Regions from separate parts of the Oryctolagus cuniculus genome. Here region 1 is linked to region 2. A link is a contact called in public Hi-C data. All regions are on one chromosome and are shown on one strand. The core of a region is the stretch at or near the end of the contact, and the rest is flanking DNA. Distances in the headings are between cores, read along the strand shown. Region 1 holds the start of OSGEP (O-sialoglycoprotein endopeptidase). Region 2 overlaps RNASE10 (ribonuclease A family member 10 (inactive)).

Region 1 (5,994 bases), core at 329-2,828, 60 kb before region 2:
GAGCCAGCAGATGGGAGACACCTCTCTCTCTCTCTCTCTCTCTCTCTCTGCCTATAACTCTAAAATTAAAAAAAAAAAATCTTTGAAAAAAAAAACAAACTCAACCGATACCTACCTCATGCAGAATCCTACACATAATCACATCACTGTATCTTACACCTAACAATTACAGCATAGCATTAAAATTATCAGTGGTTTCCACAGTTTAACTACAATTACCTGAAAACATTGGCTATTTGATTTATTCTTGTACTCCCAGTACCCAAGTGCTTAGAATAGGAAAGACTTAAACATAGATATACAAGCACTTCTAATACGTACAACCCGTCACATTACTTGTTCAGAGGCTGCTCTGGTACATGGAAATCATTTGCCCCCTCCTATATGTGCAGGTGTTTGAGGGGAGAGTAGGCAAGATACAATAGCTCATAAACCATACGGAACAGAAGCTGTTCAGTGTCTGGTACTTTCATTTAGTCCCCAAGACACAATGTTAAGGCACCACCACTCCCATTTTAAGAGTCACAAAGTACAGTGGGTGTTCTGGCACTTGGGACACCCACATTCCCCATGGGAGTGCCCAGGCTCAAGGCCTAGCTACTCGGCTTCCAATCCAAGTTCCTGCTGATGTGCACCCTGGCAGGGAGCAGATGATGGCCAAGAGTATGAGCCCCTGCAACCCATAAATGGGAGACACGGATGGAGCTATTGGCTCCTGGCTTCTGCCTCACTCAGCCCTGGCTACTGCAGGCATTTGGGAAGTGGACCAGTAGATGAGGTTCTCTCTGGCTGGCTGTCACCCTGCCTTTCCAGTAGATAAAAATAAGCAAAAAGCAAACATTAAAAAGTGAAAAAAAAAAAAGTCAAGAGTATCCCAATACCAGTCAATTCTATCCGGTACCTAAATCCTAATTCCTTCCATCTTCACGTCTCTCCTCCGCATTTTACAACATTTTGAGTCCATCTCTATTACACCACTCATCACGCTGTTACAATTCGTTTATACATTAGACTCCAGGGTAGATTTCTACAAGTTTATGAGGTCTTGGTACGCAAAAAGCATTCAATGAAAGCTCGACAACCCCAGAAGATTCAGGTCCAAGCGCCTGTGGCTCTTCCACTCATCCGCCTTCTGACAATAACATCACATAACCTCAACGAGCTGTAAAATGGGACAAAATTCCCCGGGCCCCATTCACTGGTGTTCAGGGAAATAGGTGATGTGCGCGGGGAAGGTCGTCGCAAATTAAGTCCAGGACTCACCTGTGCCCGGAGGCGTGACATAGGTCCGCCGCGGGTTGGCCAGCACCTTGCCATCCCGCACCACTCCCACGCCAATCTTGTTGGCGCTGCCTTCAAACCCCAGCACCGTCGGCATGGCGCCGCCTGAGAGAGAACGCCAAGGCGCCAAACACCGAGCCGCGACAGCCCTCGGCGGGCGGTACCGGCACGCTGTTGGTAAACAGTAAACCGCGCCCGGACACCAAAACCTGCCGCGGGGGCAGTGCCCGCGCCTGCGCCTGCGCCCGCCGGCGACCCACAAGGCCCCTTCCGGAACCTGTCTCCGGAGCTGCCGGGAGCGCTGAGCCGGCCTCTGCGCCGGCCCTGCCTAGTCCACTCCCCCGCCTCTCTCCTGCGGCCCAGCCCAGTCGCTGCCACTGAGCTTCTGCCCCCTCGCACGGCGCCGGCTCCTTCGGTCAGGGCGGCAGAAGGAGCCGTACATCAGGCACGAACGTGAACAGCCCAAGAACGGAGCCTTGGGACCTTCAGCCCTCCGCGGAGTGAGAGGGGCGTGTCAGAGTCTCCGTCACGTGGTGGCAGACGGCCCAATCACGCGCGGCCTCGGGTCACGTGACCACGCCAGTTACCCACGTGGGCGTCCAGCGTGCTCCCTTCTTTGTGCTCGGGTAAGGAGCCAGGCTGGGGCAGGAGCGGGGCAGGAGCAGGTCAGGTGCAGCGCTGCGTTTTTGCTTGTTGGAGGGGCCTCCGCTAGCTGCCTCACGGGACCTTTAGTAAAGGTCTCCCGTTGGCCGTAGAGCGGATCTCGCGGTGATTCAAACGCTCTATGGATAGATCTAGTTGGGGAGTGAAGCGCCGAAGGCCTGATGCACCGAGGCGGGGACAGGATTCAGAGATTATGTGGTTTGAAAGGCGGGACTTAGTGCGGGGGCCGTCCAGGGCAGGAGTTTTCTCCCCAGCCTTCGCCGGCTGAGTCGTATATCTTTGCATCCTTAGGCATCGCGGTGAAGATACTGCTTCGGTGGTCGACGTGGTTCGGGTGCCGAAGGGCGATCGTTACAGGCATGCCAAAGCGAGGGAAGAAGGGGGCCGCGGCAGAAGACGGGGAGGAGCCCAAGACGGGTGAGAGTGAAGCGGCCTCTCCCTGCCAGTCGCGGTGGGCGGGGTTGGGGGGGCTGCTTCTGAGTCCCTTGGCGAAATGTTAGCTGTGGGCCAACTCATAGCGGGCGCAGGAGAGGAAGTCGCGCTAACCGCAGGGTCGCGGTGCGTTTGCCTTGGACTCTGACTCGATGTTGGAAACCTCCAGCTCTTATCCCTACGTATTATTCTCGTTATAGAGCCAGAGACCAAGAAGGCTAAGACGGCAGCGAAGAAAAATGAAAAAGAGTCAGCAGGAGAGGGCCCCGTGCTGTATGAGGACCCCCCAGACCAGAAAACCTCACCTAGCGGCAAAGCTGCCACACTGAAGATCTGCTCCTGGAACGTGGATGGGCTTCGAGCCTGGATTAAGAAGAAAGGCTTAGATGTGAGTGGAATTCAGATTTCATGCTGAATGGTCTCAGGGCTTCATTAGCGTCTTTTCATTTTAATGCCCAGGATGTAACTTTTTTTTCTCCTTTCTTTTCTTGTGGGAGAAGTACAAGGGGCAAAGGGAAAGCAGTAGAAGATGAACCAAGACTTGCTGGAATGTCCATTCCTTCATTGCCATTGCCAGTCTTACTAATGTATCCTTCCTCCGACTGTTGCAAAAACCTCTGTGCTGGCCAGCCTCCATTTTAGCTCCAGAATACCCTCCATTCCCAAATCTACTGCTTAAAAGTCTTAGCTGCCCTTGTGATGGCTCTAATGTTTCATCCTGAGCAAGCCAGACAGCATAAAGGATTGTAAATCAGGTCTTCTGTTGGGTTCATTCCCACCTTTTCTTTTCTTTTAAAGATTTATCCATTTGTTTGAAAGGCAAAGTTACAGAGAGAGAGAGAGGTCTTCCATACAATGGTTCACTCCCCAATTGACTGCAACAGCCAGAGCTGCGCCCATCTGAAGCCAGGATCTTCTAGGTCTCCCACACCGGTGCAGGGGTCCAAGGACTTGGGCCATCTTCTACTGTTTTCCCAGGCCATAGCAGAGAGCTGGATCAGAAGTGGAGCAGCCGCTGGCCATTGCAGCCATCTGGGGAGTGAACCAGCAGATGGAAGACCTTTCTGTCTATACCTCTCTCTGTAACTCTTTCAAATAAACAAAATAAATCGAGTACCGGCCCTTCAGCAAGACCTTGCGCTTCAACGTGCTCAAGGTCACCAAGGCCGATGGCACCAAGAAGCAGTTCCAGAAGTTCTGAAACCAACGCCCACCTGCTCCCCAGAGAAATAAAGCTATTTTCCCACTCAAAAAAATGGAGCAGCCGGATCTTGAACTGGCGCCCATATGGGATGCCAGTGCTTCAGGCCAGGGTGTTAACCCGCTGTGCCACAGCACTGGTCCCTGTCCCCACCTTATTAACAGTTTCTTCCCCAGAATTGTACTTAAAAACCCTTAACACCAGCCCCTTTGGGTTTTTTCCTCTCTTGGAAGTCCCCCTCCATGCTGTTGTGGCTGGATGTCTTTGACTGTCATAAATCTTGCTTTTTAAGTCTAAAAAACAACCAACAAAATCTTAGCTGGCTATCCGCTACCTATAGAAAAAAACACAATCTCTTAGTGTAGCATTTAAGATTTTTTTTTTACCTCCTTCCATTGTCAGTTACAATAATTGTCCAAGATTTGTGCTGCTACACAGAGCTGCTTATGCACATGTATTGAGTAAAAGTCTCCTGAGCTGATGTTTTTTCCCCTTTTTCACTCCCAGTGGATAAAGGAAGAAGCCCCAGATATTCTGTGCCTCCAGGAGACCAAGTGTTCAGAGAACAAGCTGCCAGCTGAACTTCAGGAGCTGCCTGGATTACCTCACCAGTACTGGTCAGCTCCTTCAGACAAGGAAGGATACAGCGGGGTGGGCCTCCTTTCCCGCCAGTGCCCGCTCAAGGTCTCCTATGGCATTGGTAAGAGCCTGCTGCCCCCAGTGCCTGAGTGCTTCCAGAACTGCTGATACTGTCCTGGCCCACTCCGATTCCTTTCTTCCCTGCCTTCTCTTCGTGCAGTTCTTTATGCTGATTCTGTTGCACTGATTTTGTAGGTGAGGAAGAACACGATCAGGAAGGCCGGGTGATTGTGGCTGAATTTGATGCGTTCGTGCTGGTAACAGCCTACGTGCCTAACGCGGGCCGTGGTCTGGTAAGGTTGGAGTACCGCCAGCGCTGGGACGAAGCCTTCCGAAAGTTCCTGAAGGGCTTGGCTTCCCGCAAGCCTCTTGTGCTGTGTGGGGACCTCAACGTGGCGCATGAAGAAATTGACCTTCGCAACCCCAAAGGGAACAAAAAGAATGCTGGCTTCACTCCACAAGAGCGCCAAGGCTTTGGGGAATTGCTGCAGGCTGTGCCACTGACCGACAGCTTTCGGCACCTCTACCCTGACACTGCCTACGCCTATACCTTTTGGACTTACATGATGAATGCCCGGTCCAAGAACGTTGGTTGGCGCCTTGATTACTTTTTGTTGTCCCACTCTCTACTACCTGCCTTGTGTGACAGCAAGATCCGTTCCAAGGCCCTCGGCAGTGATCACTGTCCCATCACCCTATACCTGGCACTGTGACACCTCCCCCTGATTACTCCCAAAGTAGAATTCCTTCTCTGAAAGCTCTAGAGATATCTGCACTGTATTTTCTTCTGTAAAAATATGAGTCCTCTAACTAGGCTCCTATGATGGACTTAGGTTTCTCCCAAAGCCCCTAACGTTTTTATGTTTGTGAGTTCTGTGTCTCCCCCCCACCTATGCTTTTTTTATTTCACAAAAAAAGCTGAACTATATGTGAAAATAAATGCTCATAGTTTCAGCCTTGCTGTCTGTGTGTTTTACTCCTTTGAGGAACTGTAAGTGGTGTCTCTCCTCTTTCCATACATACAAGTTACCAAAGAGAAAAGGGTAGTCATGACCTTCTTTATTTACAAGCACAGGGTGAGTCCCTAACCTCCCCCAAGACAGCAGTCCTACCCGCCCAGTTTAATACTGCAACTGGGGGGCAGGGAAGGTTTGAAGGAGGAGTTCAAGGAAGTACAGGACTAGGGGAACGTACCCCAAATTAAATAGTTATATACACACCAGTTCCTGTGGTTCTGTACAAAGCAGCGGCTGACCCCACCCCCATAGGACATGGAATGTGGGAGAGGAGACAGGGTACTGAGGCCAGAGCCAGCCCCTGGTGAAGTGCAATAGCAGCAGCAAGGTCCTAATGGTGCAAAAGACGGAGGGGAACCCCCAGGGCTACCCACCCCCACCCTGCCCTGGAATGTGTAAGGGACAGGGATGGGTTCAGGGAGCACATAGGAAGAACTAGGCTAGAACCGTCTTGAGGACCCAGGTTTAGGGGCGACGTTTTGCCTACTTCACCCTAAACTGCAATCCTTGGAGGAAAGCAGATGGCCAGCAATGGTCTTATCCACCCCTCCAAACCAAATGAAGGCCTGGTTCCTTCCTACCTCTCCCCAGGGAAAAGGAAGGCAGCTGCTTGGCTTCCTCACAGAAGCCCAGGGAGTCATCCCAGCTCCCTTGGTAGTGTCACTGTCCCCACCAGGGAGGGGCCAGGCACAGTCTGTGGGTCATCGTGGGGCTCAGGAGAAGTTCTGGACAGGGTGGCTGACCTTCATGCAGGCCCAATAG
Region 2 (5,940 bases), core at 1,951-4,450:
CTGCAATCAGTTTTCCTCTTAAAGTCATACACTTCCATCTCCCTCTCCCCTTCCAGCCAAAATGAAGCTGACTCTGGCACAGATCTTCTTCATGCTACTGCTGCTGCTTCTGGGCCTGGGGATGGGCCTGGGGCTGGGTCTTCGCATGGCCGCAGCCGTCCTGGAGGACAGCAGCCAGTCGCTGGAAGAGTTTTGGTCCGGTGACTTTCAGGACAGAGCTGAGGCCATTGAGAAGGCAAAGAGCGCCCGAACCACAGAAACCCCTGTGCTTAGCAACAATGAAGTAGAGCAGTCTGGCTGGCAAGAAGACAGCATCCTCGGCGAAGATGAGGTTGCAGGAAACAAGGTGCCCAGAGCGGGGACCCCTTCTCGGGGCAATAAAGAGTATCTGCGGTTTGACTTGCTCTACAGGGAATGCAACACCCTGATGGCAGAGAAGGTGAAGGAGAGCAATCGCAGCTGCATAACACAGTACATCTTCATCCACGAGGAACCAAAAACGGTCAAAGCTGTCTGTAGCAGTCCTGCTGTTGCCTGTGAGTTCATGAAGGGCAAATGTCACAAAAGCCCCCGGCCTTTTGATTTGACATTCTGCAAGTTATCCAAACCAGGCCAACTTACCCCTCACTGCAATTATCACACTTTTGTTCTGGAAAAGCACATTTTTATAACCTGCAATGACCAGAAGATCCAGATAGCATCCGGACAATGAGCAGCTCATCGCTCCTCTCTCTTGGCCGTCTCCCCTTCTTCCCCTTCCAATTCCTCTCTCACGTAGCTCTCCTCCTCTTACAGATTCTGCAGAGTAGGTTCTGGGAAGAGAGGATGCACTACATCTTATCATTCTCTCCTGAAAATATAACTCTTCTTTGCCTTAGAGTCACCCAGCTTGTATTTTCTTCCAGGGATTAGAGGTGGCAGAGGAGGGCGATGGGCCTGGTTTCACTAGGTTCTCTGTCTCTCTCCCTGCCTATTGCCTGTCTGGGGAAGGGATGCACAAAGAGCTGCCCTGGTCCCACCCAGTCTTGGTCATCAGCCCGCCCTCTGGCCTGAGTTTGCCTTTGGGTGTGGTCTGGAAGAGTCCACAAGGCCTTTCCTGCTGCCCACCCTGAGCTTCCATGGCAACCACAGAAGACATCTCTGCTTTGCGCAATTGCACTTCTCCTCCGTGTGTTCGGTCACACTGACTCTATGCCTGAGTGCGTCTGGATAACCATGTGGATCAGGTTTTCTTTCTCTGAGCCTGGAAAAACTGCAAGGCCCAGGTTGGGGAGTCTGCTGATAATGTGCTGTGGGGCGCGGACCAAGATAGAACACGCGCTGGGACAGAGAGCTTTCTCCCCCGCTCTTCACCTTCTCGTTCCTTCTTTTTCTCGCAGTCTCCTTGACTTCCCTGTCCTGCCTGCCCCCTTTCCTCTGTTTCTTCCCCCAACCCCTTTCTCCCCTTGGTTCTCCTCTTCCTCTTCCTTTTCTTTTGAGACCCCGCCTGACCTTTCTCTAAGCCTTTCAGAGATCTGTTCAGTCAATACTGGTCACTTGTGCCGTGCCAGGTAGACAGATATTGGTCCTTCATTCAGAGTCTCCCGCGGGGGTTCGGGAGGGAGTATGGGTCAGGAGAGTGAGGTGGGGGTTGAGGGAGGAGTCCCAGATTAGGTCTAAAAAGTAGAATCGTGCCTACATCAGAAGCTCAGCGGGATGTGGAATCAGTAGGTTGGAGGGGAATTCCTATTTGCATTCCGCGTCTTTCCCTCTCTGTTTATCTGGAGAACAAGGATGTTGGTGAGAGAATCATCTCAGCAGAGAAAATATTGAATCTGTTCAAGGAGGGGAAAAGCCATGGGGCTGAATAAACAGAGGGTACAGGTGGCTTCCATCACCCTGTTTCCTCTAAATTCGAATAGCTCCAGGAGTAGCAGGAGCTGCCATGTGGTTCAGCAGTTAGGATACAGCTTGGGATGCTGACATCCTATATGGAAGTGCCTGGCTTTGAGTCCTGTCTCTGCTTCCGATCCAGCTGCCTGTGAATGGGCGTCCCGGGAGGCAGCAGATGACAGCTCAAGTACTTCGGAGCCTCAAGTGGAGCTCCTGGCTCCTGGTTTGGGCCTGGCCCAGCCCCAGCTGTTGTGGGCTTTTGAGGGAGGGAATCAGAGGATGGAAGTTCTCTCTCTCTCTCTCTCTCTCTCTCTCTCTCTCTCTGTCACTCTACCTTTAAAATAAATAAATAAATATTGGCAAAAAAGAAAAGAGAAGTAATTCAGGGTCTGTAGTTATTTTTTGAAAGTGTACTTGGACATGCATGGGGCAGGGGGACATCTGTGAAAGTGGCTATCAGAATTCGCTGTGGGATTTGATTTTGAGATCTCCTCCCCTCTAAGGCTTTTCTCTGCCTCACCTTCCTAGACCGTAAAAGTCCCCAAGAGTCAAGGACACACATGCTTGGGAGACTGGAGGGAAGAAAGAGTCTGGTTTACTTTGAGCTGACTTTTAATTGCCCATTTTCCCCCTTCATTTATTCCATAATGTCCTTTTCTTTCCTATTCTTGCTGGCGGGCAATCACTTGAATATATTGTCTCATATCCTCCCAGACTTCCTGCATTCAGTATTTGCCTTTCCACCTCTGATTCAGCGCTCCAGGCAGTGACCTATTGGGAGCCATGCTGTTAGGCAGGAAGTGTGTCTGCACACGTGGGCTGCTCTGACATTTAGACATGGGTGGAGGAGTGACAGGAGGTGTTGACATGACCAAGGCAAATTTCTACTCTTCCTGGTGGAGAACCCCTCCCTGAAGAAACAAGATTGTCCACGGCAAGAGAGCATAGGAGTAGGGGAGGAGGGGAGGAAAGAACAGATTTGCAGAGAAAATCAGTGCTATTAGGAATTTGTCTGACAGGTAAACCAAGGGCATTAGGAATGGCAATGGAATGTGAAAGCGCTTCAAGTCTGACTTCTTGTTAACCAAAGCTGAAGGAGTCACAGGGTCAACCCTCAAGAGACTAGCATTAGCCAGGGAGCAAAGCCTACATTCTCTAACTTGTGGATATATATGGCTGCCTCCTCTCACAGTTTTCCACCACTTCTCTCCCTAAGGATTCCCACACGGGTTCCAGTGAGTCTCCTACCTCCCTCTCCGGGTCACCTGTTTGGATAAATTCCAGTAGTCAGACTTATCAGACCATAGAGACTATCACCGGAAAGAAAGTTACAAAATACTCTACAGGCTCCTAGTGGCTCAAGCAGGAAAAAACAGCCTCTGTGGGGTTTCCTGCCTCCCAGGGACAGAAAATTAACTCATGGCAGCCCAAATTCTGCTGAATTCACAAAACTTTCGCCATTTTTAAAAAAGATGTATTTATTTATTTGAAAGGCAGAGTTACAGAGATAGAGAGAGAGAATCTTCCATCCACTGGTTCACTCCCCAAATGGCCACAATGGCCTGGGCTGAACCAAGCCAAGTCCAGGAGACTAGTACTCCATCCTGGTCTCCCACATGGATGGCAGGGATTCAAAGACTTAGGCCATCTTCACTGCTTTCCCAACAGCATTACGAGGGAGCTGGAGTGGAAGTGGGGCAGCCACTCATATAGGATGCCAGTGTCTAGGCAGATCCTTAACTCACGATGCCACAATGCCAGCCCCCAGGTCTCTTTTTCTATGGATTATCCTACATCTTTGTTGATAAATTGCTATACTTCACTTGTATCCCTTAATTTTGTAATGTATTTATAAAACAAATTATTTATATGGATAACACTCACCCCTCCTGCCCCCCCCCCATTTGGCCCAAGGGCACAGACACCCACCCAGCTCAGCTTGTAGCTAAATCTAGGTAGTGTCTTCAGTTTCAAGTGCTTACCAGGCTCTTGATGTGGACTTTCCTCCCAAGCCCCTCATGTGTTCACTCTCACCAAGAAAAGCAAACTGAGCTGGACTTCATCCCTTCTCCTTCCCAAGGTGATGAAGTTATCTGCTGGAGACTCATTCTTGGTGGGATTGAAAGGGACTCCAAGGGGCGAATTATTGCTATTTTCAGTAATTCTTTGATATAGTAGCTTTTTTATGTTCACGCCTCTTCACCCTGTACACTACGCATAGGACTACCGTTTTCTGCTCTTCAAATGTGCAGACTAGGCTCCAATTAGTTTGCAGAAAGTGATTCAGATTGTGCAAATAATACCTCTAGGAGCAGTTGGGCTGGTTCTTTATTAGAATTATGATTCAGAAACTAGGTAAACATTCGATTTACAGGAAGAGGAACATGGTGACATGAAGTCAAAGCAAAAAGATCAAACAGGAAAACATGAGTGCTTAGTCAAGCATAATTGTCTATTACATGTTTATATGGATTTGAGGAGGCTCTGGGATGCCCCACTGTTCGACAATGTCAGCTCTCCAGCAGTACCATGAGGCTAGTGCCTAGCATTATATGTTTATACACTCATTGTGCAGCCCTACACACAGAGCATAAAAGTAATCTCAAAAAATTGCAATTTTCAGCACCTTTATGAAGTGACAAGAAAAAGAGCAAAATAGCCCTTATTCTATAAATGATTTTGTGTGAGTTTGGCACTGTGCTATTATTACTGGGTGTACTTTCCTTTTTTAAAAAGAAACATTGCATCTATGTTGGTATCATATGACAAATGAGACCCAGAAGGGTTGATGTGATAGGAAGAGGGGAGGTGATCTTGTTCAAGCCAGCACTGGGCACTGCTCTGGTGGGCTGGTGTGGATAAGGGCCACTGTAGAACAAGCAATCGAATTAGGGTACTAAAGTCGTAAGAATGCATTTCTAAGGTTAAAGACAGAGTACTCAAGGAGTCAGAGGACAACGATAGATTTCTTTTCTTTTTTTAAGATTTATTTATTTTTTGAAAGGCAGTGTTACAGAGAGGCAGAGGCAGAGAGAGAGAGAGAGAGAGAGAGAGAGAGTTCTTCTATTTGATGGTTCACTCCCCCAGATAGCCACAACAGCCAGAGCCATGCCAATCTGAAGCCAAGAGCCAGGAGCTTCTTCTGAGTCTCCCACGCAGGTGCAGGGGCCCAAGGACTTGGGTTATCTTTTACTGCTTTCCCAGGCCATAGCAGAGAGCTGAATCAGAAGTGGAGCAGCTGGAACTTGAACCAGTGCCTTTGTGGGAGCCAGCAATGTAGGCGGTGGCTTTACCCAATAGGCCACAGCATTGGTCCCTAAATAAATAAATCTTTAAAAACAAACGAATGTCAGTGTAACATAAATCAGTTAAGCACATGATGTATGGAGCTTCACATCACAGGAAGGCAGCCATGCAAGGATTGGGTTGAAGCCCTAGTTCTAACATTTATTAGCTGATCATGGGAAAACAACCTCTCTGGTTCATGCTTATCAGTAAATGAGTATATCCTTAGTAGAGCTAACACAATGCCTTGTATATGAATCAAACTGAACTCACTTTTTTTTTTTCTTTTTGGTATGGCCTGTTCTCAAATATAATAACCCTTGACCTTTTGTGGTCCTTTTACAGTCATTATCATGCCAGAGAAAGGTGAACCAAATCTCCTGGCTCAAGGATGTTATCACTACACCATATGTCCAACTTTCCTCTTTGGAGTATAGTCAGCCAATTCTATTCAGTATCTGGGACTCTAGATAACAGCTTCATGGTTTTTAGTTATTGTGGTAGCTTTAAAATTTGTTCACACTTTTGTTGATACTCTTCCCTTCAAAAGGTGAGCGTGGATATACTCAGAAGTGATTTATATATAATGTTGTGGCATAGCAGGTAAAGCCGTCGCCTGCAGTGCCGGCATCCCATGTGGGCACCAGTTCAAGTCCCAGCTGCTCCACTTCTGATCCAGCTATCTGCTATGGCCTGGGAAAGAAGTGGAAGATGGCCCAAGTCCTTGGGCCAATGCACCCACGTGGGAGACCTGGAAGAAGCTCCTGGCTCCTGGCTTCGGAT

Evidence for each region. Hi-C and Micro-C count contacts between places; a contact is called where the count stands out from the background.
Region 1: a Hi-C map of an unstated tissue shows a contact between it and region 2, with 3 times the contacts expected there. The contact joins the promoter of OSGEP here to the enhancer-like site in region 2. A contact is called at or near these places in 3 of 6 Hi-C or Micro-C datasets (ear pinna, psoas muscle and an unstated tissue).

What each region holds. Positions count from the first base shown.
Region 1 is chr12:54,293,068-54,299,061 of mOryCun1.1, reverse strand. It overlaps OSGEP (O-sialoglycoprotein endopeptidase), which reads right to left and starts at 1,578. Exons shown (of 11, transcript XM_002718032.5): 1 at 1,264-1,578. The coding sequence starts at 1,378. It overlaps APEX1 (apurinic/apyrimidinic endodeoxyribonuclease 1), which reads left to right and starts at 1,771. Exons shown (of 5, transcript XM_008269300.4): 1 at 1,771-1,907; 2 at 2,236-2,361; 3 at 2,577-2,764; 4 at 4,085-4,277; 5 at 4,412-5,170. The coding sequence starts at 2,304. The coding sequence ends at 4,929. It overlaps PIP4P1 (phosphatidylinositol-4,5-bisphosphate 4-phosphatase 1), which reads right to left. Exons shown (of 7, transcript XM_002718035.5): 7 at 5,261-5,994. The coding sequence ends at 5,946.
Region 2 is chr12:54,234,406-54,240,345 of mOryCun1.1, reverse strand. It overlaps RNASE10 (ribonuclease A family member 10 (inactive)), which reads left to right. Exons shown (of 3, transcript XM_070053946.1): 3 at 57-2,244. The coding sequence ends at 712. Among named protein-coding and RNA genes, the nearest start is that of RNASE10, 16 kb to the left of the region's middle. Within about 2 kb of position 3,200, at least 4 of the 8 cell types and tissues checked have an H3K27ac peak or open chromatin away from gene starts, as enhancers often do.